6 separate regions of the Mus musculus genome follow, and all the other regions are linked to region 1. A link is a contact called in public Hi-C, HiChIP or PLAC-seq and promoter capture Hi-C data. All regions are on one chromosome and are shown on one strand. Each heading gives the region's core, a stretch centred on a gene start, on an enhancer-like site or on the middle of the called end of the contact. The rest is flanking DNA. Distances are from core to core; before and after follow the strand shown.

The links. Promoter capture Hi-C pulls out the DNA fragments that hold promoters and counts their contacts. A called contact is a pair of places that touch in the nucleus more often than the background predicts. HiChIP or PLAC-seq counts read pairs in DNA pulled down with a chosen protein or histone mark. Capture Hi-C pulls out chosen DNA fragments and counts their contacts.
Region 2: an H3K27ac HiChIP or PLAC-seq map of heart atrium shows a contact between it and region 1, with 9 times the contacts expected there. The contact joins the enhancer-like site here to the promoter of Dtd2 in region 1. A contact is called at or near these places in 9 of 39 promoter capture datasets (3T3-L1-derived adipocytes, cranial neural crest, embryonic stem cells and 4 more), 1 of 15 datasets of contacts at CTCF or cohesin (the NIH/3T3 cell line), 2 of 484 Hi-C or Micro-C datasets (bone marrow-derived macrophages and embryonic stem cells), 16 of 115 datasets of contacts at active chromatin or transcription factors (the NIH/3T3 cell line, the SCID.adh cell line, acute myeloid leukemia and 10 more) and 1 of 9 other capture datasets (adipose tissue).
Region 3: a Hi-C map of uterus shows a contact between it and region 1, with 2.4 times the contacts expected there. The contact joins the enhancer-like site here to the promoter of Dtd2 in region 1. A contact is called at or near these places in 11 of 39 promoter capture datasets (the 3T3-L1 cell line, the C10 cell line, the HPC-7 cell line and 6 more), 30 of 484 Hi-C or Micro-C datasets (the 3T3-L1 cell line, the AML12 cell line, CD8 T cells and 24 more), 19 of 115 datasets of contacts at active chromatin or transcription factors (the 230-238 cell line, the NIH/3T3 cell line, bone marrow-derived macrophages and 12 more) and 1 of 9 other capture datasets (adipose tissue).
Region 4: a contact with region 1 is called in an H3K4me3 HiChIP or PLAC-seq map of embryonic basal ganglia, with 3 times the contacts expected there. The contact joins the enhancer-like site here to the promoter of Dtd2 in region 1. A contact is called at or near these places in 10 of 39 promoter capture datasets (the C10 cell line, cranial neural crest, embryonic stem cells and 6 more), 1 of 15 datasets of contacts at CTCF or cohesin (the NIH/3T3 cell line), 13 of 115 datasets of contacts at active chromatin or transcription factors (bone marrow-derived macrophages, craniofacial prominence, embryonic basal ganglia and 9 more) and 1 of 9 other capture datasets (pancreatic islet).
Region 5: a contact with region 1 is called in a promoter capture Hi-C map of liver, with 2.9 times the contacts expected there. The contact joins the promoter of G2e3 here to the promoter of Dtd2 in region 1. A contact is called at or near these places in 2 of 39 promoter capture datasets (the C10 cell line and pre-B cells), 3 of 115 datasets of contacts at active chromatin or transcription factors (the 230-238 cell line, large pre-B cells and memory CD8 T cells) and 2 of 9 other capture datasets (adipose tissue and liver).
Region 6: a promoter capture Hi-C map of the HPC-7 cell line shows a contact between it and region 1, with 3 times the contacts expected there. The contact joins the enhancer-like site here to the promoter of Dtd2 in region 1. A contact is called at or near these places in 2 of 39 promoter capture datasets (the C10 cell line and the HPC-7 cell line), 3 of 484 Hi-C or Micro-C datasets (the C10 cell line, cortical neurons and pre-B cells), 2 of 115 datasets of contacts at active chromatin or transcription factors (the 230-238 cell line and large pre-B cells) and 1 of 9 other capture datasets (adipose tissue).

The regions. Positions count from the first base shown.
Region 1 is chr12:52,003,634-52,008,316 of GRCm38.p6, forward strand. It overlaps Dtd2 (D-tyrosyl-tRNA deacylase 2), which reads right to left and starts at 2,874. Exons shown (of 3, transcript NM_029545.3): 1 at 2,742-2,874; 2 at 1,246-1,315. The coding sequence starts at 2,852.
Region 2 is chr12:52,877,108-52,881,790 of GRCm38.p6, forward strand. Akap6 (A kinase (PRKA) anchor protein 6) reads left to right here. Exons shown (of 14, transcript NM_198111.2): 3 at 3,532-3,783. Among named protein-coding and RNA genes, the nearest start is that of Gm51971, 81 kb to the left of the region's middle. Within about 2 kb of position 2,429, at least 14 of the 459 cell types and tissues checked have an H3K27ac peak or open chromatin away from gene starts, as enhancers often do. A contact at or near this core is called in heart atrium, where this site is marked.
Region 3 is chr12:52,816,064-52,820,746 of GRCm38.p6, forward strand. All of the region lies in intron 2 of Akap6 (A kinase (PRKA) anchor protein 6), which reads left to right. It overlaps Gm51971 (a long non-coding RNA gene), which reads left to right. Exons shown (of 2, transcript XR_003950181.1): 1 at 1-2,528. Among named protein-coding and RNA genes, the nearest start is that of Gm51971, 20 kb to the left of the region's middle. Within about 2 kb of position 2,753, at least 106 of the 459 cell types and tissues checked have an H3K27ac peak or open chromatin away from gene starts, as enhancers often do. A contact at or near this core is called in the NIH/3T3 cell line, adipose tissue, beige adipocytes and 7 more, where this site is marked.
Region 4 is chr12:52,668,960-52,673,642 of GRCm38.p6, forward strand. No RefSeq gene overlaps it. Among named protein-coding and RNA genes, the nearest start is that of Akap6, 28 kb to the right of the region's middle. Within about 2 kb of position 2,627, at least 53 of the 459 cell types and tissues checked have an H3K27ac peak or open chromatin away from gene starts, as enhancers often do. A contact at or near this core is called in embryonic basal ganglia and neural tube, where this site is marked.
Region 5 is chr12:51,345,629-51,350,311 of GRCm38.p6, forward strand. It overlaps G2e3 (G2/M-phase specific E3 ubiquitin ligase), which reads left to right and starts at 2,602. Exons shown (of 15, transcript NM_001015099.2): 1 at 2,602-2,816.
Region 6 is chr12:51,435,748-51,440,430 of GRCm38.p6, forward strand. Scfd1 (Sec1 family domain containing 1) reads left to right here. Exons shown (of 25, transcript NM_029825.3): 20 at 3,536-3,589. Among named protein-coding and RNA genes, the nearest start is that of Gm40422, 27 kb to the left of the region's middle. Within about 2 kb of position 2,759, at least 6 of the 459 cell types and tissues checked have an H3K27ac peak or open chromatin away from gene starts, as enhancers often do. A contact at or near this core is called in the HPC-7 cell line, where this site is marked.

The DNA of each region.
Region 1 (4,683 bases), core at 1,624-4,123:
TAAGCACGAATGGTCCAGATGTGATTGGACACAGATGCAGTAATACATTGTCCTCCATGGCTCATTAGGGGTGCTCTTATCTGATGAGGAGAGGGAAGGGACCATGGTGAAGTGAGAGGAACAAGAGAGGGTAATAGGAAGTAAAGAAAGTCAAGTGTATGATAAACGCCTATAAAATCTACCATTTTGTAAAATGCACACACACACACACACACACACACACACACACACACACACACACGGTGAGCGTGATAAAGAAAGTGGATCTCCATGGCCACTGTACTCTCACAACCTTCTGTACTCTGGGCAGAACTGTGCTGTACATAAGGGCTTATGTGTCTATCCTCTAAAGCAGTCTATAAGCCATTTGCAATACTGCGATGTTTTACAAGAGTCCCGTTATATGCACTTTCTTTAAAATTCACAGTAAGCAGCGTTAGTAACACAGTGGCACAGTTTGGGCTCATGCTTCTTGGGGCTGCACAGTCGGCTCAGCACTGAAGCTGCTGCTGCTCCTCCAGGGGACCTAGGTTCAATTCCCAGTGGCCACAGGGCAGCTCACAACTCTGTAACTCCCGTTCCAGGGGATCTTATGTCCATTGCTGGCCTTTGAGGGCATCAAGCATGTATGTGGTAAAAGAAAAGAAAGAACAAACCACCCACCCCATGTTCCTTGAGCTGGGCCTGCAATCCAAGGTAATCCAGAGGCTGTAGCATAAAGACTGCACACCCAATACCTTTTTGGGACACAGAAGGAATTGAAGGTCACTTGTGGTCAAGATTTTAAGATTTTTTTGTTTAAATTAAAAAACTTATTAGTTTACAAAGATGATTACAGCATCTATTTTCATTCAACATGTTTTTGTTTGGAGTTTAGTTGCTAAAAAGAGCTTAGGATACAGTGCAGTGGTGGAGCACTTTCCCATCATGCTCTAGGCCCTGGCTTCAATGCATAGCACTATAGCGCTACAGCAAAACAAAGAGGAAAAAGTAACAATAAATTATGCTTCTTGGCTGAGGTTGTAGGTCAGTGTAGAGCACTTGCTTAACATGTACAAGGTCAACCCCAAGCCCTTAAAAACAAAACAAAATCCCACCGAGACCAACGCAGTGTGGTTTTGGATATTTTGGTTCCGTTGCTCATGAGCAGTTCTTTCTTTGCTCCTTTACTTGTTCCACATCATAATGAGTTTCAGCATCCCACTCTCATGCCCCGCTCGCTGGGAGAGGGGAGAAAACACATACCCATTTTGGGGAGAAGGTCTGTGTCAGCTCCCTTGAAGAAACACACATAGATCACCAATCCTCTCCGAATCTGTGAGAAATGACCACAGGAATCTCAGGTTAGGAAGGAGTCTACAGAGACACAGCTCAGTGGGAAGCGCTCCACAGTGTCTACAAGCACTTGGGTTAAAAGCTAAGGAAATAAGGAGAGTCTTGAATTCTAAATAAATTATGAGAAACAAAATAATCCTTGCCAAGTCTTAAGCACCATGCTTATTTACAGTCAAAAGGGGTGAAGATTACAAACCATGCCTGCATTTATTTCTACTGAGCCAGCAGTTTTCAGACAGCCTCCCCCAAATTCTGCCAGGCCCACAGAAAGTTACAGGCTGATTTATTCAACATCAAATGATCCTCCTTTTCCCACATGGGGCTGTTGAATAAGCAACAGTGTTAGTAGTGTCCTCTGATGTTACTTTGTATTTTCCCCTAAGTCATTTAAACAGAGTGGTATTTCTACATGGGGTCTTGTCTTATTTTTACAAATTCCAGGAACTGTTCAGTTGCTTTTTCTGTTACCGTGGTCAATGCCTGAAGAAAACCCAATGATTGGGCTTTGAAAATTACATTTATGATAAGTTCTGTAGGAAAAGGTTGGTTGTTATCAGGAATATACACCTTCTCATTTTACATAATGACTTGAATATTTGTTTACTAGTTCCTGTAAGACAGTCTACAAGAAAATAAACAAGTGATAAATGACTTCGTTGCTACCACTGAGGGAATCGATTGTATGTTAATTTCCTTGGCTCACTTGATTCAGAAGCCACCACAAAGATTAAATGAATTAATAACTGCAAACTGCTTAAAACAGCGCTGAGCTCACAGTAAATACAACCCAGGTGTTTATCAAATGCTACATAAAAATAAATGGGAAGGCAGACACACAGTTATATTTCATGCTTTAACTTCCAAAGCTTTATACATGTTTGAGACTCAATTTAACTGTTAGCGACATTACGTTCAGCTATATCTTTCTGGTTCTAATGGTTTTCTGTGTAAATATAGCTAGCTCTGCACTCATACTTGAATTACCTGGGAAAAGATTTTTGTTTAACTATGTGCACTTGTGTGTCTGTGTACAACGGCAGGTGTCTGTCCCGCCTAGAGGAGGCCATCAGATCCGACCGAGCTGGAGTTACAGGTGGTGGTGAGCAGCCCCGCATTGCGGGATAATGGAATCTAAGGATCTACTGGCGGTGAGATTCCCTGAAAATTCTGAGAAGCGAGATGGCTCACGCTGTTACCTCAACACTTAATATACTAAGGCAGAAAGATCATCCGCAGGCTGAGAGCTGCAGAGCGAACCAGTGGGGCACAGGCCACCACCAGACGCCAAGTCCAAAGAGACAGCTAGGCAGCCCACTAAAGTGGGCAGACGGAAAGGGACAAGCTCTTCATCTCACGAAAGATGACAGGAAGACCGGCACGGTTCCGCGGATAGGGCCGGGCGTTACCTCCACCCACTGCGCCGCGGCGTCTCCATCGGCCGGGCGCACTTGCAGGCGAGCGTGCAGGCACTGCTGCAGGAGCGCACGAGCCTGGGCCACACGACCACCGTCCGCCATGGCGCGGGTCCGCACTGCGCATGCTCGGGTAGGCGCCTCCCACTGCTCGTGGCCCCACCTAAGTGGGCGGGGCCTCCGCCTGGCTCTCCGGAGTCCCGGATGTGGAATTGACCAGCTTTGGAGCTTTGAAGCTTCAGTCTCTTGGAGGGTTTTTGTTTAGAGATCTCTGTCTCTCCTTCTCTCCCTCCTTCTTTAACCTAATCTCATCCTCGAATGCCTCGTTTTTAGTTTTGTTTTTGGAGGTAGGGTCTCATAGAGTCGGGGTTGGTCGCAATAACCACATAGCTGAGGCTGACCTTGAACTGAACTCCTTCTCCCAATTGCAGGAATTACATGTGTGCCCGCCCACAGCCCCACCCCACCCCATCCTGCTCTGCTACCTGCTTCATAGCTTTTGAAGAAATATTTTTCATTTCAGAAAGCTTAGGTTTCCAGGTATTGGAAAGAATGTAAGTCAGAGTTAAATCCATTCTATATTTATTATAAAGACATAACTAGAATGAGATCAATTGATCTCAAAGCAGGCAGAGAGGGAACTTAACCTGTGGGTGGGGGACAGATGCAACTATAGAAGGGAGCACCTAAGATGTGGGACCCCGATTTAGAGCATTTCTCCCTGGAAGGTAAAGCCCCTGGGACGTTCCCCAAGCTTGTTTTCCCTGATCTCTAAAAATACAGCCAGAAAGAAGCTCTTTGTTCACTATAGCCAGCAAAAAGCCTTTTTGTTTCTATACTTTACAACCAGAGATGCCTGCCTTCCTGTGCCGAGGACACGGGAGATAAAAATTCAGAAAGAACTCACTCCTCACTCCTGCCTTGTAAATTTCACCAAGGACACCTGGAAGAGAAGAACTCTCCTCCCAACTCCTTCCAACTCCTCCCAACTCTTCTCAACTCCTCCCAACTCTTCTCAACTCCTCCCAACTCTCCTCCCAACTCCTCCCAATTCCTCAGCTAGCTGTTAAAAGCCCCCTACTGTCACTGCTCAGGGTCAAACTCCCCTGCCCTGCATGGCAGAGGGACTTTGTCCTCAGCTAACTGATAATAAAACCTCTTGCAGTTTGCATCAGGTGTGGTTTTCTCTCGGGTCACTGGGGTGCTGGCCAGCTCATCCCGGGACTTGAGTGGCGGCCCAGCTTCGGTGTCTTACAAAGACTATTGGGAAACACAGAGATTTACATTTTATTTATAACAGTAGCAAAATTACAGTGATAAAGTAGCAATGAAAATCATTTTATAGCTGGGCAGTGGTGGCACACACCTTTGATCCCAGCACTCCAGAGGCAGAGGCAGGCGGATTTCTGAGTTCGAGACCAGTCTGGTCTACAGAGTGAGTTCCAGGACAGCCAGGGATATACAGAGAAACCCTGTCTCAACCCCCTCCCCCCCCCAAAAAAAGGTCATTTTATGGTTGGGGGTTATGACAACCTGAGGAACTGGGTTGCAGCTTTAGCAAAGCTTAGAAACACTGAATTAAAAGTTAGAAATCTTTCAAAATATATCTTGCCCACAGTCTTAGGGTTTTACTGTTATGAACAGACACTGTGACCAAGGCAAGTATTATAAAGGACAACATTTGATTGGGGCTGGCTTACAGGTTCAGAGGTTTGGTCCAGTATCATCAAGATGGGAGTATGGCAGCATCTAGGCAGGCATGGTGCAGGCAGAGCTGAGAGTTCTACATCTTCATCTGAAGGCTGCTAGTGGAAGACTAACTCCCAGGCAGCTGGGATGAGGATCTTAAGCCCACACCCACAGTGACACACCTACTCCAACAAGGTCACACCTCCTAATGGTGCTACTCCCTGGGCCGAGCATACCCAAACCACCA
Region 2 (4,683 bases), core at 1,179-3,678, 870 kb after region 1:
CTGGGAATCTTGACCCATCGCCTGGCTGACTACATTCCTACATTCACTATGAAGGAGTCAAGTCATGTGTCAGAGGAATGGGTGGCATGGATTTTGGCATGTGGTGCCATAGCTATATATAACCTATTGTGCTGGGTGCTGCGGATGGGTGAGAAATTCCTTCTAGTCTATTCTGAGCAAGTGGCACAAGGGTTATTCCAGCTATTGCTGATTGAGTCTGTAGGTTCCTTTTATTTCTATTCGATACTATTTGCAAATAACCAAACACTGTGGGAAAGTCAGGAGACTGTTCTCTGGCCAGCACATTAAAAGGGGAGCTAGAAGTTTAAAAACTTCTTATTCTGGAGCAAGAGTGGGGTTTGGACTTTTCTAAAAGTGAGTTATGAGTTACGAAGTGTGATACGTGTGCTGACATTAGTGCTCTCATGAAGGGAGGAGGGTTGCGGAAGCCAGGATGCCCTCTTCTTTTCTTACCTAATTTGGACTTGGTCAGATCTGTCACAGGACTGGTGCATTATTGGTGCACTGTATCAGAAACTATAGACAGACATGTCTGTGTGTCTCTGTCAGAATTCACTCAGTAATAGCAAATTGGCTACACCATTTCATTGGCTGAAATTTGCCAAGTAGTCCTCGTTTTTTTGGATAGCTGGCCATTGGCAAGCATAGGCTCTTTTGTCACAATCTTAATTACAGATACTCACTTTTAGATCACATGGTTTATGTGACATAGTATAAACCCAAGTGTAGTTGCAAAATGCCTACAAAGAGCTTGCAGAAGCTGCAACAGAGTTCAAGTCCTCCGGAGGAGGAAGGCAGAGGAAGAAAGTAGGAGGAGTCATGAAAAGAGTCACTGTGCAGGCAGATGTGGGGCAACCACAAAGGCAAGCCAGCATTGCAGCGTTAAGCCAGGCCTCTGGATCAAGTCAAGGTGTGGTACAGGCTGCCAGACAAGACAAGATGAAGTACATGCATCCCACAGAGGTGCTGCCATGAAACCAAAAAAACAGATGGGCTGATGGTGGCCCTTTGAGTTGGTCATCAGCAGTAGGGAAGGAGCTAAACTGAAGCCCTGGGTGCTCAGGAGGCTGTCGGCCCTTTCGTGCTCACAGTGAGGAGTCAGAAAACAGGTCAGTGGAGACCAAAGCCACAGCAGTGTTAGGAGCTCCTCTGTAGGGGCTACAGAGAAAGGTGGTGTAATCTTCGTTAGTCTGTTTTGTTTGATATGATTTTAATACACCTACGTACTGTTATGATCCCAGTATACATTGCTAAAGTTTATAGTTGGTATCTTCTTGCTTTTAGGAGTTGGCCTGTGCTTTGTGGGACACGCTGGATGGGCGGCATGGTGTTCATGTGCACAAGGTGCAGAGTCATCCTGCGTTTTCACTCAGAACAGAGCCAAATGTTGATTGCACATTGGAGTCACCTAGGGCAAAGCACAGTCTAAAAGTGCTATTTTACATAGTTTTGGAGTAATAGAGCGGGATATCAGCATGATGGGTGTTCTTTCAATGATTATAATGGTATTGTAATGAAACCAAAATCCTTTGGCATGTGTCTTAGTCAGGATTTGTATTCCTGCACAAAACATCATGACCAAGAAGCAAGTTGGGGAGAAAAGGGTTTATTCAGCTTCCACTTCCACATTGCTGCTCATCACCAAAGGAAGTCAGGACTGGAACTCACACAGGGCAGGAACCTGAAGCAGAGGCCAGGGAAGATGTTACTTACTGGATTGCTTCCCCTGGCTTGCTCAGCTTGCTTTCTTATAGAAGTCAGGACTACCAGCCCAGGGATGGCACCACCCACCATGGGCCTTCCTACCTTTGATGACTAATTGAGAAAATGCCTTACAGCTGGATCTCATGGAGGTATTTCCTCAAGGAAGGCTCTTTTCTCTGTGATAACTCTAGCTGTGTCAAGTTGACACACTAAATCAGCCAGTACAGTATGTCAACACGGTTGCTTGTCTGGATTAGAGATCCCCTCAGCAGGTGATAACGGGACAGTAGGCAAGTGTTCATTGGCACCCATTTAACTTTACATAGATAATCAACAGTACTTGAGATGACAATGGTGGGACATTGATAAGACAATAATTGTATTGTCTAGACTGGTAACAAAGTCATTTTCTCTTCTAGATATTTGAAGTGTTCTGCATCTGTAGGCTCAAGGAGACAGAGAGAGGCTAATATATAAAAACCAGGAGTATGAGAGTTTGGGAACACTGTCAAGAGAGGGGCTGGAATGTTAGCCACAGATGCTGGGCTAGGAGAGAAGTGGAGGAGGGGCCAGAGCTTGGGGGTGTGGAAGAATATCTGAAATGGGAATAAAAAAATCTGGAAAAAGAGGAGGCGGTGGCCTGAGAGACCTACTGATGTTGCACAGATGGCGTGATGACAGGGTTGAGAACAGAGCCGTGGCAGAGAGACGCGTCAAAGGAATAGGCTGGAGGCCTAGATGTTACAAAATAAAGGGAGTCTGAGGTGCGTCAGCATGGACGTGAGCATGACTTAAGATGGGGGTATGTTTGGTATGGAGTGGGGAAAACATGAACCAGACACATCTGTCAGTGTACCGTGGCTTAAGTTCTTTTGAAAAATTCAACTGGAATTCAACACATACATGAAATCAGAAGGTTATCTTCGTGGCGTAGAAAGCTATGACACTGATAGCAGTGCTCAGAACTCAAATGTTTCTCTGAAAGCTTTCCCTTAATTAGGCTCCCCAATTTTAATAATCAGTGATAGAACAAAGCCTGACGGACAGAACACTTGTATGACACATATCTACTATTTTGATTAACAACTTCTTAAACGATCATTCATGGGCTTCATGTGTCTGTCCTGACAGCCACGGACACCGAGAACTTGTGAATCAACTGTCACATCAGATATAGAATCTGCGCTCCTAATGTGTGAGGGTGACTGACATTTTGAGTTAGTGATTTTCTTTTTTTTTTTTTTTTAAAGATTTTTGGTTCTTTTTTCGCCTTTGCATCTCAGAAGTAATTCTGCTTGACATCGAGGGTTGGAAATTTAGATTCTCACTGTGATTTTGAGTATTAAATAGTGTCGATTGGAGAGTGACCATTGCCCCTTACTCTGACAGTTCCATAGCTCATTTAGAATGGCCGGGGATTCCTGTGAAATACATTCTAGCCTTTCTCAGTCCTAGACTAATGTGTCTATGCTGAAATGTGTGCTCAGTATAGCTTACCGCTGTCAGATAGAGCAGCCGGTCCTTCTCTAGAACCCAAACGAATGAAAAACAAGAGTCAGAATGGACCCCTCAGCTGAGCCTTTAGTTAGAATACCTCAAGGAAGAGGAACATTTTTGTGTGTGTAAACGGGCCAGTATTCAGGACTATGGCTGCAACGCTGTAATAGAACAAACGAGGCCAGATGTCTAAAACGTGCTGTGGCTGCCCTTGTGCTTGGCGAGTGACCTTTCGTAACCCTTCCTCCCCAGCATAAAGCTAAGGTGCCCCGACATGTGTTCTCACACACTTGCTTTCCTTCGCTGCAGGATATTTGCGAGGATATTTCCGACCACGTGGAGCAGATCCATGCCCTCCTTGAGACGGAGTTCTCCCTGAAGCTGCTGTCCTACTCGGTCAATGTCATCGTAGACATCCACGCAGTGCAGCTGCTCTGGCACCAGCTCCGCGTATCCGTGCTGGTCCTCCGGGAGCGCATCCTACAAGGTCTGCAGGACGCCAATGGCAACTACACCAGGCAGACTGACATTCTGCAAGCATTCTCTGAAGAAACAACAGAGGTGAGTGGCCTTTGGCAGCAAGTCATGCTTTGTCAGGTGTTTCCATTCAAAGATGGAAACTAAAATTTCAGTTTAGAGATGAGAGGGTGAGGTTTGTGTAGGGAAGTAAGCAGGTCTTTATCTAGGATCTCGGCGGAGTGAGTAAAAGCTAAACGCTTGTTGTATGAAGCAGGCTTTTGACATAAGTTTGTATAGATGTCATCCATGGATGTTAGCACTTCCTGATTTCGTGTCTCTTCCTCAATCATTTAAAACACAGTTGTTTAATACTATGTTCAGGTACTAGGAATATGATCAAACCCGCATTTCTATAGGGTGGAGGGCAGAAAGACGGCTTGCTCAGCAATTAAGAGCACTGAGTGCTCTTCCAGAGGGAGGTTAAATTTCCAACCCTCTCATGGGAGCTGACGACTACCTGGAACCCCAGTGCCTGGACCCCTCTTCTGGCCCCAGTGGGTACCAGCTAAGCATGTAGTGTGCAGACATCCACACAGGCAAAACACTCATACACATAAATTACCCACTACCTTTGAAAACCCATCATTTCATTGTGAGGAGATTTAAATCTAGTAGGGGATAGAAAGAAATGAAGAGATGCTAAGGCCAAACTCTGATAAGTCTTCAAAATGTAGTAGGATGTCAGGAAAAGAAACCATGGGCTGATAATATGGTATTTGTCTTCTTGGTTCTATAGCTCTTTATACTTAGTTCAATTCTTTGTTATTACTTTTTTTGGGAACTCATGTTCTTCAAATTTATAAAGCTCTTGTATGTGTGAGATTAAGAAGCTTCTAAACAAGTGTTGAAGAATTCATTAATTTATTAGTGTTCCAATGACTGTTTAACTATCAGCACTGTGAAACAAATCTGTGCCTATTTTTATAGATGATATACACTTAC
Region 3 (4,683 bases), core at 1,503-4,002, 810 kb after region 1:
AAAATGTGTCTTCCTTGCTTTTTTTTTCTTCTTTTTGTTTGTGTCTTGTTTGGTTTGGGTCTTTAGGACAAGGTCTCAATGCATCCTCAGCTGGCTTTGAATTTATTACTTAGCTTTGGATGACCCTGAACTTCTGATCCTACTGCCCCCACCCTCTCCCCAAGTGTTAGGATTAACACAGGCCCTGCTACCTCCCATGTACGCAAAGCTGTGGATGGAGCACAGAAGGCTGTGACTACTAGGCAACCATATTACCAGCTGAGCCATGCCCCCAACCCTAAAGGTCAGGTCCCAACCATGAGGGCTGTGACTACCATGGCAATGAAGGGTATTCTGAACTCTAGTAGTTGTCTTGTCGAGTGTTCAGTGTATACTGGGATGTCCCAGCCTGCTTCCTAGATGATGGCTCATTTAGTACAAGCTGCCTCAGAGATTTCAAAAGCACCCTGAGAGAATGAGACTCAGCCGTCAGTCTCAACAGCTCACAATGGGGATTCTTCAGTCTCCCAAAGGGTTGTGATTCCTGGTTTCCTGTCATCCCGAGTGTCAGGGTGACCAAGAGCAAGGCTGAGTGGAACTGCTTGCGTATGCTGATGCAGGCCTGGTTCTTATGGTCTGGTCTCTATTACTTACTAGGAATTAGACACCAAACAGTACGATAACTTCTGTGAGTCTTAATATCTTTAGTTGTAAATATCTTACTTGGAAGGCTGTTGTTAAAACCAAGAAGGACCATTGTGTAAAACTCTGAAATTTCTCAAAGATCACATAAATCTTAGTAAATATAACTGTGACAGTTTCCCAACCAAAACACTGCTGCCACTCCTGTGACTTTAGTTAATAAGTGAATACATGGATACATGTGCTAGATTAGTGGCAAGTATATACACTACCAATCATAGTTAGACTCCTATATAATTTACTGATAGATACTAAAACACAACAAAATTATCCTTAGCCATGCTTAAAAGAAGCAGGCTATTTATTGTTCGAAATTGTGGTCAATAGAATATGATAAAAATAAACCTGATTTCCTGTCAAGATAAAAACAAACCCCACAGAACACTGTGTTCCTACATCAGCGTGTGTTCACACCGAGATCCCTGTACGCAGTACTGGTTGTCTCTAAGTCTTCCTCAGCATTAATGATAGTGCAGTTTTTAATGTTAGCACCTAAAACCTCATTTCCATATAACAAAGTACATCGGTACCAAATGTTTCCTCTTTCCTTAACTCTCCATGAAAGTTTTTGGTTTCCCGCTAAAAAGTGACATTGAGAAATTCCTTTATAGCTTTCTTGTCTTGGTTTGTTTTATTTTAGTAGGAATGATATAGTTTAAGGTAGGGAGATCGCACAGCAGGTAAGAGAGCTTAGCTATACAAGTATTGAGGACTAAGTTCAGATTGCCAGAACCGTGTAAAAAGCTAACTATGCTCACACATGAACACCTGTCACCTCAGAGTCTATATGGCTGTCGGGTGTCATTAGGGCTTGCTGGCCCAGCCTAGCTCCAGGTCCATTGGGAGACCCCGCCTCGAGGGAATAAGGCAGAACATCACAGAGCAGAGCACCAGATATCCGTCCCTGGTTGTGCTCATGTAACTTCGCATGCACATGAGCATACACACACACACACACACACACACACACACACACACACACTCAAAATGGAATGATAAACTTGGACCAATGTAGTCAACTGGGCTGATAAAGCTCCTTGTGATGTGTTTGGGGAGGGTGTGAAGGCATGCGTGTGTGCACACGCCTGCATGGGCTTGTGGGAGGCTAATCTCAGGTGTCCTTACTCAGTTGCTGCACACCTTCAGACAGGTCTTTCCATTGGCTTCAGTCAGTACAGCCTCCTCAATTCTGGGATCACTAGCATGTACTGCCACACCCGCCACACCCGTGATTTTCTGTAGGCTCTGGGGATCGAACTCAAGACCTCCCGCTTCCAAGGCAAATGTTATACTGACTGAGCCATCTCTCCAGCTTATTTTTCCCTTCCTTTTCCTCTTGCCTCTTTCTTTTCCTTCCTTCCCTCACCCCTCTATACCATCCTGCCCCCTTTCTTACTTTTTCCCTAGATACTGAGGTTTGAATTTGGAGCCTTGTTCATGCCAGACAAGCGCTGAATTAACTGAGCGATGTGCCCAGCACCAGGAAGCTTCTCTGATTCCGGAATCTCTAATGAAGTATTACTATGTTTCATTTCTAATAACCCAAGCTGAGAAAACCACAAATGAAAAAAAAGAGAGAGCTTGATTATTATCTTTTTTCTCAGCTGTCTAACAATCTGGCAATGAAAACCTCATTTGACGGAGAAAGGCTTCCTATCTGCAAACAGATCAGACTTGGGAAACACTGCAACAGACAACCCAGCCCCCACCCCATGCTTTGTGTAGGTCAAAAATTACGTTAACTGTTAGCTGGTTTGCACGATTCTCAAGACTCTCTTTTAGGCTGGCTGCTACATGAGAAAATACGGTGTGTTGTTGAGTTCTCCATTTTGATATACTCAAAGCTGGTAAGTAGAAAACACAAGCTTCCTACTTCCCACAAATCCATTCTGGGAGCTGAATAATTTATTACCCTCTCAGGAAAAAGGACCCTGCTGTCAGGGTTCCAGCTTCTACTTTCTGCTCCCTCCCATGATCCTCCTCTCTTCTTCATCTCCTGGGGAGCTGCAACAGAGGACGCTGCTTTCTTGGCATGCTCTTGTTTATTTGTGGGCGTGTGGACTGGTATCTAGGAAACTTTCCAAGGAGCACAGTCATGCACGGTATGGAAACCACATGCATACACCACACCCTGCTCCCCGCACAGCAGCGTCTCTGGAGAAGTTTCTGTTGACTAAATCTCTTCTGTATCTCCTGGCTGTCCTCTAGATGTGGTCCCGATTGCTTTTTGTTGTTCGTGGTGTTTGTGTTGATTTTTACATACTTTTCTGTTTATAAAGTAACACGTGAAATATCTATGTCTATCTCACCATCCTGTCCAGTAGGGTAGCGTCTGGTCACATGCGATTATTTAAATTTAAATTAATTAAAATGAACTTAAACTAACAAAAACTCAGTTACATGCTCAAACACAGTAAGGGTAGAGCGTGTCGGACTGGACTGGAAAGCCCAGAGAACGGCTTCTGCCCAGGGGAGGAGCCACACTGTAGAGCAGGCTAACTTACCTTCTCTCCATAGTTCTACTGTATCATACAGGGTCCTTTGCTCTTACTATAAGTGCTCCATTGTGTTCTACTGCTTGGATGGTCCTTAATTCACTTATCTACGGATAAATATATAGATTGCTTCTATTTTCCCTGTTTTGAAAACAATTTGACTCTTTTTTTTGCATATTTGCCTTCGTATACTTATCTAAATGTTGAAAATTGGAATTGGTCTACATTGTCCAATTTTGGTTCATATTTCCAAGCTACCCTTTAGCAACTGTATCAAATGACTGTAATTCCTTTGGCCTGCTGTGAGTCACTGAACTTTGCCATTTAAACTAGAGCCATTAGAATACTTACCCTGTCCCTTACTGGGTAATCACGAGATACAAGTAATATAAACATACTAATACTTTAAAAATAAAACATCAAGGCCATGTATGGTATTTATATTAATTTGTATGATAGTTGTAAGGACAGGGGTGGGAACCACGAATATGTTGTTATCTAGTTTAACACAAAAGAAAGAATAGTTGTGGAGATCGGGGTAAGATTGCGGCCCAGGAGATTTCCTTATGGGGTAGAGCCTGTGGCTCCAGAATCATTGTGATTGTAGGCATAGGCATTTGCTAATAGGAAGGCAGAACTCTCCAAGGACACTGAGAGAAGTGAGGTGACTTTGGTTTTGGTGTTAGAATGGAGAGAATGAGATGACAGACCATCCAACTATTCTGTTCTTTCTATACACAACACAAGACTCCAGAGACATGAAATGAACTAGTGGGGCTCATTCCTAGCAGGTGGTGGAACCCAATACCCCGACTTCTTACTGTCTAGTCGGGGTCTCCTTTAGGGTCCCCCTCCCACCACCCCACCCCCATTTTGAAGGGTACAGTCAGGAGATGATTTTACTGTCTTGAACGTGAAAGTCATGCTGGTGTTGGGTAACTGACATTTACTTAGTCTATTCTTGAAACGAATACTTAATGAAGGCTAGCGAGGCACGTGGAAGTCGGACCTCACAATGCTGCTTACCAGTCACTTGAAACGGCAGCAGGAATCCTAGAACTGTCCATGCTGACTCTGGGGCCAAACGACAAATCGCATCTGCTCCTTACAAATGGCAGCCACGCCATGTCACCTTCCTTAGGAAGACGCTCTGTTTTTAGTTCACCTCGAATTTTAGTTCCCTTTAAAAATAGGAAATCAAATGACTAGGCAGCCTTAAGTTATGCAGGAGATTAGGAGTAGCCTGTAAAACCAGCCAGATGTCCAGGACCTCCAGGCTCTGTCTGAAATGGCCTCAGAATCCCTTCCAGGGAGGCTGTAACTGCTAGACTTCTTCATGGTCCCTCTTTTCATTGGAATGTTCAACTTTAAAATTACTTTCTATTTGTTCTGTAAGAATTTCACATATACACATAACATATTTGATATTTTCATTTCCTACTCTTCCCTTTACCTCCCTCCAGATAGATCTGTCCTCACTCCTCCCCCCACCCCAGCTTGTGTCTTT
Region 4 (4,683 bases), core at 1,377-3,876, 670 kb after region 1:
TGGGGAGAGATGAATGGAGACAGGATTGAGTAACTTCTAATCTGCTTTTGCACAGTAAGACAACTACCGTTGAAAATAACAGAATATTTCAAAGTAGTTACTCGAGAGAATTGTGCTCTCAACGATAATAAACGTTTAAGGTTATTGGCATGCCAACTTCCCTGATCTCATGGTATTGTATACAGGTATTGAAGTGCTACATGACACCTCATAAATATGTATAATTACAATTATAAAATCATGAAAGGGGATCTGTCTTCTAGGGCTAAGGTAGGCACAGTCTCTCTTGAGGCCAATGGACCTCTGATAACAGAGTCATGTTACATAAATTGTATAAATTATCTTGTGGATATATTTTTATCTTCTGATACCCCACACTGTGGGGCACTGGTTATGATGTCATAAGCTAAGGGGAGGGATGTTTATTTTTATGTGTTCATGTGTGTGTGTGCACATGTGTGTACATGCATGTGGGTAGCAGAGGTTGGTATCGAGCGTCTTCCTCTGTTGCCCTGCAACTTATATTTGGAGACAGGGTCTTTAACTGAACCTGAAGCTCACTAGTTGGCAAGGCTAGCTGAGCTCTAGGGATCCTCCTGGCTGTCTCCCCAACACTAGAATTACAAGTATATTTCACCATGCCTGGCTTTTTCTATGTGTTCTGGGGATCCAAACTCAGGTATACATGTTGTACAACAGACACTTTACCAACTGAGACACCTCCACCGCCCCTTGGTTAATTTTTGTCTCCATCTGCTTCTCCATGTTTAAAAGGCATTGGTATATGAGATATTAAAGGGAAGAAAAGAATTGGTATCCTTTAAGTCTACGCTTGTTATATCAGTCAGGGGGTTGTCAGAGAAATATGTATATGCATCCTAGGGTGACTCCAAGGTCAATCCTTGTAACAAATTTCTCCATGTGCATACGTGTATGGATACACATCACATGAATATGTATAGGTAAGTCTAATGGGAGAAGATAGGTCACTGGGGACACAACTGTGATGGTTGTTAGGTGCCAGCCACTTTCTTTTTCTCTTTGATTCCCGGGTGCCATGATCTGAGCAGTGTTTCTCTGCTGTGCATTTTCACTTGCTGCATTGCCTTGTGCAGGCCTCAAAGCAAGCGGGCCAAGTAACCAGAGACTGAGGACCTGCAAAACTCGGAAAAAAAAAAAGAATTTTTAAAAAATTTGATTTGCCTCAGGTATTTTGTTACAGTAATGTAAAGCTTACTAACCCAAATCTATCAAGGACAGGCTAAATTTATTCAGCGTTTTGCTGTCTCTGATCTCTCTTTATGTCAGTTGACTCTTGCTTAGATTCCAGTTTCCTTAACCACATGTCTGAATTTTGAAACTTGTATAGGCAAGAATTTTTCTGATGGCTCTATTTAATGGTCATATCAGATAATTCAAGTAACTTGACCTTGATTTATTTTGGGAGCATATTTATAATTAATAAACACATAAAGTATAATTTAGAAATGCCCATTAAAATAGAACATAAATATCTACTAATATATAATCCCTTGATCTAGTTAATCCTTCTACCAGGAGCTGTATTTTGCTAAAATAGTTTGAGAAATATATAATGATATTAGTAAATACAAGATTGGTTAAATAAGCACACACTTAGAACAAACTGTTCTCTTTAGCTGTTAGAGTAAAGTATATTTATCAAGTAACAACAATAACTAGAACAAAACAAGTAGCAAAAGAGTATATAATAATTTTATCTTAAATATCTACATATATGTACAAATAGTCCATGTAAATATTTTTGAATGTCTAAAAGAGAGTTAAAACAACTGTCAAGAGAGATGTGTGTGTGTATGTGTGTGTGTATGTGTGTGTGTATGTGTGTGTGTGTGTGTGTGTGTGTGTGTATGTGTGTGTGTGTGTGTGTGTGTATGGGACACATTTTCTTTATTTGTTGTATTTTAAATGCCTTTCTCCCTTGATCACTAATTGAGAAGATGCCTTACAGTTGGATCTCATGGAGGCATTTCCTCAACTGAAGCTCCTTTCTCTGTGATAACTTCAGCTGTGTCAAGTTGACACAAAATTAGCCAGTACATCAAGTAACAACAATAACTAGAACAAAACAAGTAGCAAAAGAGTATATAATAATTTTATCTTAAATATCTACATATATGTACAAATAGTCCATGTAAATATTTTTGAATGTCTAAAAGTGAGTTAAAACAACTGTCAAGAGAGATGTATGTGTGTATGTATGTGTGTGTGTGTATGTGTGTGTGTGTATGGGACCCATTTTCTTTATCTGTTGTATTTTAAGTGTTTTGATTTTCAATAACTATAATATATCCCTTTTACAATAAAAATACTTAAATACTTGTTTCCATAAAATGTCTTGACTCCATCAAGATTTATCAGACAGCATGAGCAAGGGGGAACGTTGACTCTGAGCTCTGGGGAGGGCTGCTGAAGTCACACTGGTTATATTTTATCTAAAGAATGGTATCCTAACCAAACCATCAAGCCTAATTAAATATGGGAAATGTGTGGCTGGAGAGGCCGTCACACACATGCCTCTGGGGACTCATCCTTCCCACTCCCTCTGGATCTTTCCAGTGCATTAGCTAAGCAGCAGTTAGAAAGGCCTTTTCAGTCGCAGCTGCTGCCTTCTCATGTGTCCTTCTGATCAGCCCTTGGAGAACAGCAGGCTCTGAGCCTGACCGCCCTGCCAGTTGATTGCTTCCAAGCTGGCCCGCCCCCTCCTTGCACCCTCCCTGCCCCCTCCCGTCCCCGTCCCCCAGCCATTGTTCTTTGAGCAATCAATAGGAAACGGCTTTCTGCTCCAGGGTGGGCTGTATCAGGAGGGAGGCACTCACACCCTGGGTCCTTATTAGGGACAATCCCAGACCTGAGATCTTAGCTATCACCATAGCCAATGGCTTTATTTGGGTGAGAAACATGTTCTTTCTGGCATCCATTCTGTACTCCTGGGTGTTTGGATTATGAAAGAGAATTGTTTGCTGCTCTTCCTGTAAACCTGAAGCTCCCATCACCTACCCCTCACCCCTACATCCCACAGAAGTTGCTCCAGGAGATTCCCCAAATCGGAGACAGGACAAAGACATTATTCATGTAAAGGTGGCAGAGCAGAACAATTCAGGGCGGTTAATCACAGGAGGAACGCTGGGTTGAGTTCTGGTGTGGTGGCAGCTCTATGACAGCAGAGTCAGTGGTGGGAGATCGAACCACCCACAGAAGACAAGAAATCCTTCTGGAGAGGTCCCTCTTGGCTCCCAACACCAGAACTAGGCTCCCTCAGCTCATGTTACATCAGAGTTGGAACATGGCTGTTTTCTGCCGACTATACGAGTGGCCATCAATGGCCCTGATTCTCTTCCCCTACTTTTTACTCAGTGATTATACTGACATTGAAAGATGGGAGTGGGAAAACCAAGGTGGGCACTGGAAGACGCTTTTCTCTGTATTGAAGCTGAATCATCCAACTTTCTTTCCCGTCTAGTACATTTTTACTTTTATTATTTAATAACATTTTGCATACCTTTTTGTGTTGCTCAACTTCAATATTTTCTATATTATTACAAAGTCAGTTTTGTTTTTTGTTATTATAGAAGTGTGTGTGTGTGTATGTGTGTGTGTGTGTGTGTGTGTGTGTGTGTAGCTTATTCAAACAGGGAAGATTCTGTATTCCATGGTGATAAATTTTGCCATAAGACTTGCCTTTTTCAAGTCAAGGACCTTTCTGCACACAGCAGAGCTGCCTGGTACACGAGTACCTGTGTGCTTGCCTTCACAGGCACACAGTGGGCCTCACTTTTTATAGCCTCTGAAGTCCCCCATTGCACACATCTTCCTCGGTGCCGCCTGGTGACTGCACTGGTGAGTGGCATGTGAGCGGAGCTGACTCCTGCCCCTAGGCCAGGCCTGTAGAAATAGTCTCTGGACAAGCTTACTGTCCTCTGTGTCTGAACAGAAGATTCAGAGTCTCCGATGAGGTCACAGACACAGATGGAGACACCTGGGGACTGAATAATTTTGTGAGAAGTCTTTTGGGTGATATTCACTGACCTTTGATCTGGGTAAGAAATACATTTAATGTGCGCAGTCACTGAGACCTGGGAATTCTTAAAACAGTTCCTTCTTAATATCATATTAAAATAATCCACTTTAAGATAAAGTTCAGAGGTACTTTCTGCACTCTTAGCTCATTGCAGTGATAGAAAATACAGGAGAAATATTAATATTCTACGCGGTTAGATCTCCATTTAGGGAGAAAACTAGCTCATGGCGTCAATAACTCTCTAAGGTGAGTTCTCCTAACCCCTAAGTAGCAACACTGTGAAATATTTATAGGAAAGCCCTCAGAGACTGTTCATGGTCGTGTGCTATTAATCTCAAGGACAAAAAATGATCTCTCACTTAGCAAGACTAATCACAAATTAAAGTAACTTTCTTCAATTTCAGCCTAATGGTTGGAGGTAGAGTATGTTGTTATTAAATCGTTTCTAAGGGGCCTCCCAGATGCAACGTTCTGATCCTCTAGGAGAAGCTGACTAACAGAAACAGAAAATAAGAGCTCACAAACACAGAACTCATGAACTTCACGGTTGGAAGAATTCATGCAAAGTGTTACAGAAAGTGATAGCGGCCACCGAGTGCTTGGCTCACCTCTGCTTTCCTACC
Region 5 (4,683 bases), core at 1,352-3,851, 660 kb before region 1:
TTTGAGATAGGAAGGCACACCTGCCATTTAGATCTTTAACAACGAACTAATCTGGTCCACACTTTCTGCTGGAGCCTAAGGACACAGAAGAAGGAAGCTTTTTCTCTTTTCCTGCTTGCTAGCAAGTCTATTCCTTTCCTGGCATTGGAGCCAGGATTCCAGTGTACGCTGAAAACCAGCAGAGACATCCAGCCTTATGGTCGGAGCAACTTAAGGATTCTTGACTTCTCCGTTCCTAGGCAGCCGCTGTTGGATTAGCTGGACTTCAGCCTGAAAGTCAATCTAATAAATCACCTTTTTATATAGATTCATTCTATAAATTCTGTAAGTCTAGAGAACCCTGACTAATACAAGGAGTATTCTCAAAGAAATGTGAATACACTGTACATTTTGGATTTCTGTGGGTGGGGTGGATTTTTGTTTTTGTTTGTTTGTTTTTTGATGGTGCCACAGATTAAGCACTAGAAAAATGCTCTATCACGATGAGAAACTAGGAGTTAGACACCCTGGTTGGCAGACAGGTAAGGAGCAGGCCAAGGGAAGGGAATATAAAGGTGGGAAATTTCAAAACAGCGGGCTTCTTCCTCGCCATCTTGATTTGAGGAAAGAACCCAGCAATTTAAAACAAAGGCCCTGTAGGCTTCCTGCCTCCTCTCCGCAGGCCCCCTGCTGAGAGACTGGCAGAACTGGTTCAAGGCAAGATCAGGACCGGTTACACCACAGTTGTGGGCTAATTAACCCCCCCCCCCCCCATGTGTCTGCTGTAGGACTGTGTGTGTTTACTCAATCCCAGGAACTGCCTTCTGTAGCTGATGCTGCCTCTGGTATTGAGATTTTTGTGATGCTGACAGTTATACTCAGGATTTTTCCTGCCTTTCAATTCTTTAACAGGAAGAGACAATGAACCAATCAAGACCTCTTGACTATATCAACTGAACTACACTGCCTACCCCAGAATATTTAACTTTTTTTGAAGGTCAGCTTGAGACTTTCAGTTCCCGAGAAAGATAAAACTTACTGGAGAGAAAGTGCAACGGATTGTAAAATACATAGGAACATTTATTTAGTTTCTGCCTTCAATATATATTTAACAGGTACATAATATTAATGTGGAAAATTAAGTAGTAAAACAAAAGAAGGGCAAAATATGTGGCTATATCATTCTCTTTTCCTGTTTGTTTTGCTTTTTCGAGACACGGTTTCTCTGTATAGCCCTGGCTGTACTGGAACTCACTCTGTAGACCAGGCTGGCCTCGAACTCAGAAATCCGCCTGCCTCTGCCTCCCAAGCGCTGGGATTAAAGGCATGTGCCACCACTGCCCTGCGACTACATCATTCTTAATTTTTGTTTTTATTTTATTTTATGTGTTCGGGTATTTTGCCTGCGTGTATGCACATCTTGTGTGCTCAGTACCTGAGGAGACCGGATTCCCTGAAACTCAAGTTCCAGGTTGTGAACCATCATGTGGGTGCTGTAATTGAATCCAGGACCAATGGAAACGCAGCCACTGCTCTTTGCTGCTGGTCCTTGTCTCCAGACCTTCAATTACTGTTGAACGAATGTAAACAACCTAGCCAACTAAGATACATTCACACATTCATTTACCCTGCCTGTTTCTGTATTTAGAATATATTCCATTCCTAACACAAATTTGGCAGTATCAAATAGTCTTAATCTGAATATTCAGCTGTTTATAACGTTAAAAAAAATTCCTCCCCCTTTTGCCCTCCCTATTTACCAATCACACTGCCAGATTTGATTAATTAGTACAGTTTGCTCTCCCATCCTGAAACTTTGTATTGCCACAGGCACACACATACATACTTCAAGAGAAGGGCATTACATAGTCCTTCTAAAGTTGGCTTCTTAGTATTTCAAAATCTTATCTTTGAACGCTTTCAGTATCAGCATACAAAATCCAATAGCTGAGGAGTCATACTTTATTGTTAAACATCATTTCCCACTGTTAAAAAACGTTACATCGGTTAAAAATTACAATCTACCTTCGTGTTAGGTATCTAGATTCTAGAAATCCAGCAAATCTTTCAAGTTGTGTTTTGAAAGGCGCTGAGGAAGCGCCGCTAGGATAAATCAAGTGCGAATCCGTTCTATCAGGTGTTAGTTGACCCGCTATTAATCCTAGCTCTAATGCTTACAGTTCTGATCTTTCAGATATCTGCCTAAAAGATCTAAATGCTTGTGGAAGTCTCTTAAACCCCCTCAAATGTAATCCTTTCAGAAACTCCAGACATCTCTGGGATTAAAATTTTCATTCTGGCCCTCGCTGAAGAAAACCGACCTCCCAGAGCCAAGCGAGGAACTTTTAGGACAATAGGGAAGTGTGATGCAAAAGAATTCCTTGCGGGAGAGGGCCGGGAGAATTCGCCTTCGCGCGCCTTCTCATTAGCATGGGCAAGCCTCCTCCCAGCGTGTGGCCTGTTGGGGGGTGACTGGTGCGCTCCGCACGCCTCCGCGGACGTGCAGGACCGGGAGTTGTTTTCCTGGCCGGGTCCGCGCAGCCACCCCTGCGCGCACGCCCGAACTTCATTCCCACCCCCACCCCGAAAGCCAAGGCGCAGACGCAGCCTCCCTGCGTCCACTTCCCCGGGGAGGGGCCGAGCAGCCGTGGGTTCCGGGTCGCAAACGGAAGTGGACGACGAATTTGAATTGTGCGAGCCGTTGGATGGGGCTGAGCGGGTTGGGCGTACGGCAGCGCTGCGGTCGACGTGAGCGGTAACGCGGCGAGCCTGGGACTTGTGCCCCGCGCCTGGTGAAGACGTGCCCGGGGACAGACGGAGGTGTCACGGGCGGCCGGGTAGGTGTGAGCGGTAGGGGGCTTCTCCACGCGCTGGACGTCCGCGCCCTGCCGCTGTCGAGCCCCGAGCTGCTCTTTATTAATTAAAGAGGGAAGGGGGGAGGGCTTCACGGAGGGGTGCCCGTTGTGGCTCCCAGTTGCTCTTGAGACCGGTCCCTCACCGCAGAGAAATGACAGCCTTGAAATGCCTCGAGGGGATTTAAGCTGAAATCCGAGTATCCTTTGTGTTTAAAACCGGGGTATTTTTCTTTCACACCTTGACACTTCTTGTGTACCGCAAAAATCCGAGCCCTATTGCTCATTTAAACTGGCTACAGTAGCAGCGGTGGCTCACAGATGTTAAGTTTGCTAACAATGGGGATAGGGTCTAGTGTCACCCCCAACCCCCACCCGTTCCGTCCCGTCCCCGCTTTTCACCCTCTTCATTCATTTGGTGATTGTTATTATCGAGTTATTTTAGAGGGACTCAGTGCCTCAGGAATTGAGTTTTCTTCGGGCGTTTTTGCTTGTTTGTTTTTTTGTTGTTTTTGTTGTTCATCTTTTATGATGAACTGGACTCTCACAAACCCCGACAAAAAGCCACACTTTTTTGAATAGCTGAGATGTACACGGTAAACATAAACTTTCTTTTGAAACAAGTTATATACTTTGCCTTATTAAAAACTGACAGGTTGCTTGTGTGTTTTGTAGAAAAAAGGTAACATCCTTTTAAGGTTTTACCAACTGGGTGACGGTGTCGTTAAAAATGCTTAAACATTTTAAAGTGGTACTTAGTAACATCCGAAGTAAGACCATTTCTTCATCCTCTTTCATGCCTGCTAATGAATGCTGTTTTCGATATTCAAGTAGGAAAAAAATTAAAAAGGAAGATCATTGAAAGTGTTTTCAATGAGTCTGCCACAAAGCTATTGGCTGGCCTTTCTCAAACAGTGCAGTCAGATCTGCTAGCTTCCTAAATGGTACCAGCAAGTAACCTGTTGTAGATTTTCTGTATCCTAATGTGCCTTTTGTTTGTTTGTTTGGTTGGTTGTGTTTTGTTGTTGTTTACCCACATCAGTAAATGTCACACTTCATTGTATGCATACTCCTTCCTATAAGGGCTCCCAAGCTGATGGCCTGTACTCAAACATCAGAGATTTTAACTTTCTAGAGGATGGACTTGGATAATGCCTTTTAACTGAAAAGTTAGACTAGTCTACCAGAGGTTTCAAAACATGGACTTCCTAGAACAACCTGGTAATATATTAGTTAAAGACATACAACTAGAACCAGACTTCTTGCTTAGAATTCCCATCCCTAGGACCTCATAGCTGTGTGACCTTGACTAGGGAAGCTGTTTAGCCTCTCTGATTAAAGTCTCTTAGGTAATGGGGATAAAGACTTCCTTGTGTGATTATTGTGGGAATTCTAGGAACTATTACATGTATGAGAACAAGATGCCAAAAATATAGCTACTAACCATGATGTAACTATAGCATGCATTTCCTTTTTTTTCCCCCTTTTTTCTTTTTTTCTTTTCAGTTTTTCGAGACAGGGTTTCACTGTGTAGCCCTGGCTGTCCTGGAACTCACGCTGTAGACCAGGCTGGCCTCGAACTCAGAAATCCGCCTGCCTCTGCCTCCCGAGTGCTGGGATTAAAGGCGTGCGCCACCACCACCCGGCACAATGTCTTTTTTTTTTAATTATAATTATTATTTATTTAATGTATACGAGCACTCTGTAGCCTCCCAAGTGCTGGGATTAAGTGTGTGCGCTACCATGCCCAGCTCTGAGTTATGTTCTTTCTTTATGCATCCCAAATGTAAATCCTTTGTCAGATACATTCAGCAAATGTTTTTTCATTGCACATCTTTCCATTTTCTTAACT
Region 6 (4,683 bases), core at 1,509-4,008, 570 kb before region 1:
GTACTGTCCTGATACCCAAATATCTAGGGGCACTCGCACTATGGAGTTCTAGGGAAATTCGGGAAGAATCATCAAAAAGACCGAGCAGATACAAACATAGGATCCTGTAGTTTATACTGCTCACATCTATAAAGGATTGTTTGGCTTTTTAATTTTTTAAATTTACATTCGGGGACATACGTGGAATTGGCTCTCTCTTTCCACCTTTATCTGGATTCCAGGAGTGGAACTCGGGTCACTAAGCACCTTTTCTTGCTTGAGGCTTTTCATTGGCACTATTAAGATTAACTAATTGGACAAGAATTAAACTAGTCAGTAAATTAAAAAAGGATAGAATTAGCAGTGTTCAGTTCTCTAGGTTACTTATAAGAGCCTTTGTATTTTGTTTTATGGGCAGCATGAGTTTTCTGCATCTTAAGTATCAACCTTCACATAGCCAGTTGAGTGATATTTACAGACTTGAATCAATTCGTGTAAGCATAATTATACAAAAATATGATTATGATAAAAGCATGAAGTTGCATAATTTAGAAATCCCCACTGTCTTTGACTCATCTACGAGAGCAATTTGTCTTTAAAAAAAGAAATTATTAATAAATAAAATACAACCAATTAAAACCAATTAAGTTGTCCTGGAAGACAAACTTGATTGCCATGTGTGATCTCTATTTAGGATTATTATTTGTAAGAAAACTAAAAATAATGTGCAACAGAAAATTTGAACTCTGAATATTATATAATAACCATTTCACAGTATAAATAGACATCATTGCACTATATTGTACATTAACAGCCTAAATGTCAAGCATACGTTAGTAAAATGAGCAGGAGTGGAGATAATTTGTTGATGGGTTTCCTTCTAAAGCCCAGTTACATTTGGGAGATCTACTGAAATATCTGTGGTCTGTCTAGTAATGACTATCTAAGGGGCTTGTTTGAACACTTTAGGGCTATAGGGAGGGCTGAAAGATTTGTGTCAGTTTGCAGCTTCTGGTGAAATTAGGTGTGGAGGGATAGATGTGGGCCCATGTAATCCTACTCTGTTGATTTTGATTGGAGGCATTTTTACACTGTGATTGAAAAGGAAAGTCCCTTAAGATTTTATAGCTTCCTCATCTATAATATGAGCATTGGAAACATTGTTATTTATCCCTTAGCCTCTGTGAGTTTCCATCTTTCCTCTCCAACACACTGACTGGGACAGCAGAACCTGCTTCCATTCCTGCTCCCTGCATCAGCATCAGAGCATCTTCCCACGGTCTACAAAGGGGAAGTTAGAGATGGTCACCATAGAGCAGCCAGCCACCTCCGGGGAAAACCTTCTCTGCTGCGGTTATGCAATATTAGTATCTAGGTTTTAATATTGTGCATATTTTGGTTTTTGTGCTAAGAATTACATCATTAGAGAGGTTAACTTGGGTTTTTTTCTAAACCTTACAGTGACTAAACTCATAAAACTAGTCTTAGGAAATAGTTCCTAATATATAGTTTTTATTTTTCCTTCTGGTAAATTTCTCTCCGTTTAGAAACAGATTTTTAAAATGATGAATCATAATTTATGATTTATTGTCTATGGGACTCTGCATCTTAAATCTATGTAGTGTTTTCTGCCAAGCATGCCTAGCCTAGGCCTTCTAGGCCTTTAATCCTAGCACTGGGAGCCAGAGACAAGTGGATTTCTATTTCCAGGCCACCCAAAAACCTTCCATCCATAGCAAGTACCAGGCCAGCTAGGGCTACATCGTGAAATCCTGCCTCGAGAACAAAGCAAAATATAAATATACGGTGTTTTCCATTTTATTTCTAAAAACCTGTGTCTAAGTATAGAGAGAATTGTGCTTAGACTGTTTTCATCTAATTTTGTCTGTCCTTCCCTGGGCGAGTTTTATAAACTGTGACAGTAGTTCTCTGCAGGGAGACTGATGCATTCTACTTGCTGTGGTCCACATGGCTGCAGTCCAAATTTTCCTTTTCTGTGATCAAGTCTCCCTGGTTGCCCTGGAAATCACCATGGAGACCAGGCTGGCCTGAAACTCACAGAGATCTGCCTGCCTCTGTCCCCTCAGTGCTGGGTTAAAAGTGTGCACCACCACACCCAGCCATTCAAATTCTTCATTCAGTAAAAGTTTGTCCTGGCTTAGTTCAGCCGTTATTTAACACAACCCAGAGCCTTAGGGAGTCTCAGTTGAGAGGCTGTCAACTCTCAGTTGAGAGATTGATCTGTGGCCATATTGGTGAGAAATTAATTATCTTGATTCTTTATTCATGTGGGAGGGCCAGACCCACTGTGGGTAGAACTGTCCATGTGTGGCCTATGCGATAGCTGAGGGTGAACCTGTGAGCAAGCCAGCAAACAGCATTCCTCCATGGGTTCTGCCTTCTCTAGATGAGCTATGACCTGGAAGTGTAAGCCAAAGAAACTCTCTTCCCCTGGTTCTTTTTGGTCAGAGTATTTATCCCAGCAACAGAGAGGAAACTACAACAGAGTTTACTTACCTTCTATGAAGAGATTTAGTGTATAATTAATTTTCCCCCTTTGGTTATTTAGATGGCACTCACTCTGTAGCCCAGGCTGGCCACTAACTCATGGTAGTCCTCCTGCCTTAGCTTACAGAGTGCTAGGATTACAGTGATAAGCCAAAACTCCTTACTTCTTTTTTAAATTATTGACCCAAGCTTTCATTTACACAAAGAACACCTTAGTGGAGTGTCAGTTGGTGACACATATCCATTGTTTTTATAAGCACCGTGCCTTCTATCTTCAAAGATGTGTTTCCTTCCTCATTCTGTACAGCTGGAGGCTTCCCTTAGTCTTAAAACCATCTGTAAACATTGACTGAAGGATGAGGCAGAGGTAGTTGATTCTTTTTATCAGGTTATAGAGACCATGGAAAATATAAGAAAGAATTGCGAGACCTTGAACAATTTTGCTAGGAAGACAGTTTCCTCTGCTTATCACATACTTGTTGGCAAACGTGTCATCATTTGTAGTATGGCTATCAAATACAGAACAAGATTTAATTATACCCGTCCTGAACGTCTCTTACGGTACACAAAGATTCATCATAAACAGTTTAAATGCCTACATTTCTACTCATTCTCAGAGTCAAACACTTTGTTCTTTCCTGGTTTATGACGTATATTTCTCCATACTCTTTCTGTACTGCACAGCTCTAGCTGTGCACTCAGATTCAGAAGGTGAGTGGGGCCTGGGTGGAAAGCCAGAAGGGAACAGAAAGTCTCATCTCTGTAGTGTTTCCTTGCCCTGGAAATGCTTTGAATTTTGCTGTATTTATTATTGTGTCCGTGTTTGAGTATTGGCATGGGAGTGCCTCAGGGTGTGTATGGAGGTCAAAGGATTAGAATAGCTTTTACACAGAATGGTATCTTCAGTGAGAAGCTGGGTACTAAGGTTTTACCTCTGACATGCTAACTGTGCACATAAACTTAGCATTTGTTTGATTGAAACGTATTCACATATATAGAGTGAGCAAGTTGTTATTCTAGTATTTAACAACACTAATGTCTTCCACAGAATCTACCTGTTACTCGGATTTTAGACAATCTCATGGAGATGAAGTCAAACCCTGTAAGTAGCATCTACAGTATATAAATTCTTGGTTGTACCAGACCAATGGATACAAAGGTGATAAATCCAGGCTGACTCAGTGTTGTTGAACACAATGTGTGAGAGTAGCAAAGAGTCCATGTTCTCAGTGGCATCTTGTAGACAGCAGCACAGAATTGTGATTCAAGCATTCTGATTAGTAGTCATCTGAATTAAATTTATACTAAATCTTACATGTTTAATGTTAATACATCCTGAAGAACACATTTCTATAAATAAAAAGAAATGTTGACCATCAATAATGTGAGAGAAACAGACCAATTTAAGGAAATTAAATTAGGAGAAAAGTACATAGTAAAACTTGTGACTATTTCAGATGGCACTAAATCCCCTTGGGCCAAACAAGTAAATAACAAAGTTATTGGCAAATAGTTGGTCAAGCTGTCTATCCATTGGCTGCTCCCAGCAGTGACTTAGAAAGCCGTCACCATGGTTCATCACTGGCAGCCAAGGAGCTGGTTATATCATGTATCCGCCCATCGAAACTCTTACTTTAGGTCCATCTGAAGCCTGTAGACGTGGCAGTAGAGCTGAGGATTTCAGACCTGAAAAAAATGAAAATAATATTTAAACCAGTGTGACTCCTTCAGTAATTGTTAAAACATGGCTTATGGAAATTAGCAAAAACAATTTTTAAATTCACACATGTGGAAACTAAAACACCAGAAAATGTCCAGCTGCTGTTATGAAAGTTACTGGAAAATTATATGGTATGATAAACTTTAAAAGATTCTCAAATTGAAGAATATGTATAAAGCAGGACAGTGGCGCACGCCTTTAGTCCCAGCACTTGGGATGCAGAGGCAGGCAGATTTCTGAGCTCAAGGCCAGCCTGGTCTACAGAGTGAGTTCCAGGACAGCCAGGGCTATACTGAGAAACCCTGTGCACATATGACTAGTTGTCTTAGAAAATACCTCATTCTGGGCAGTATAATCTGAAAGGTAGCCTGAGCATGATAAAGGTGGGCATACATGAATGTGAAAATATAGAGGACATATACAGCAGGTTAAGGACATGCAGGGTGCTTTGTTACTGATTTCTGTCTGTCTTTGTC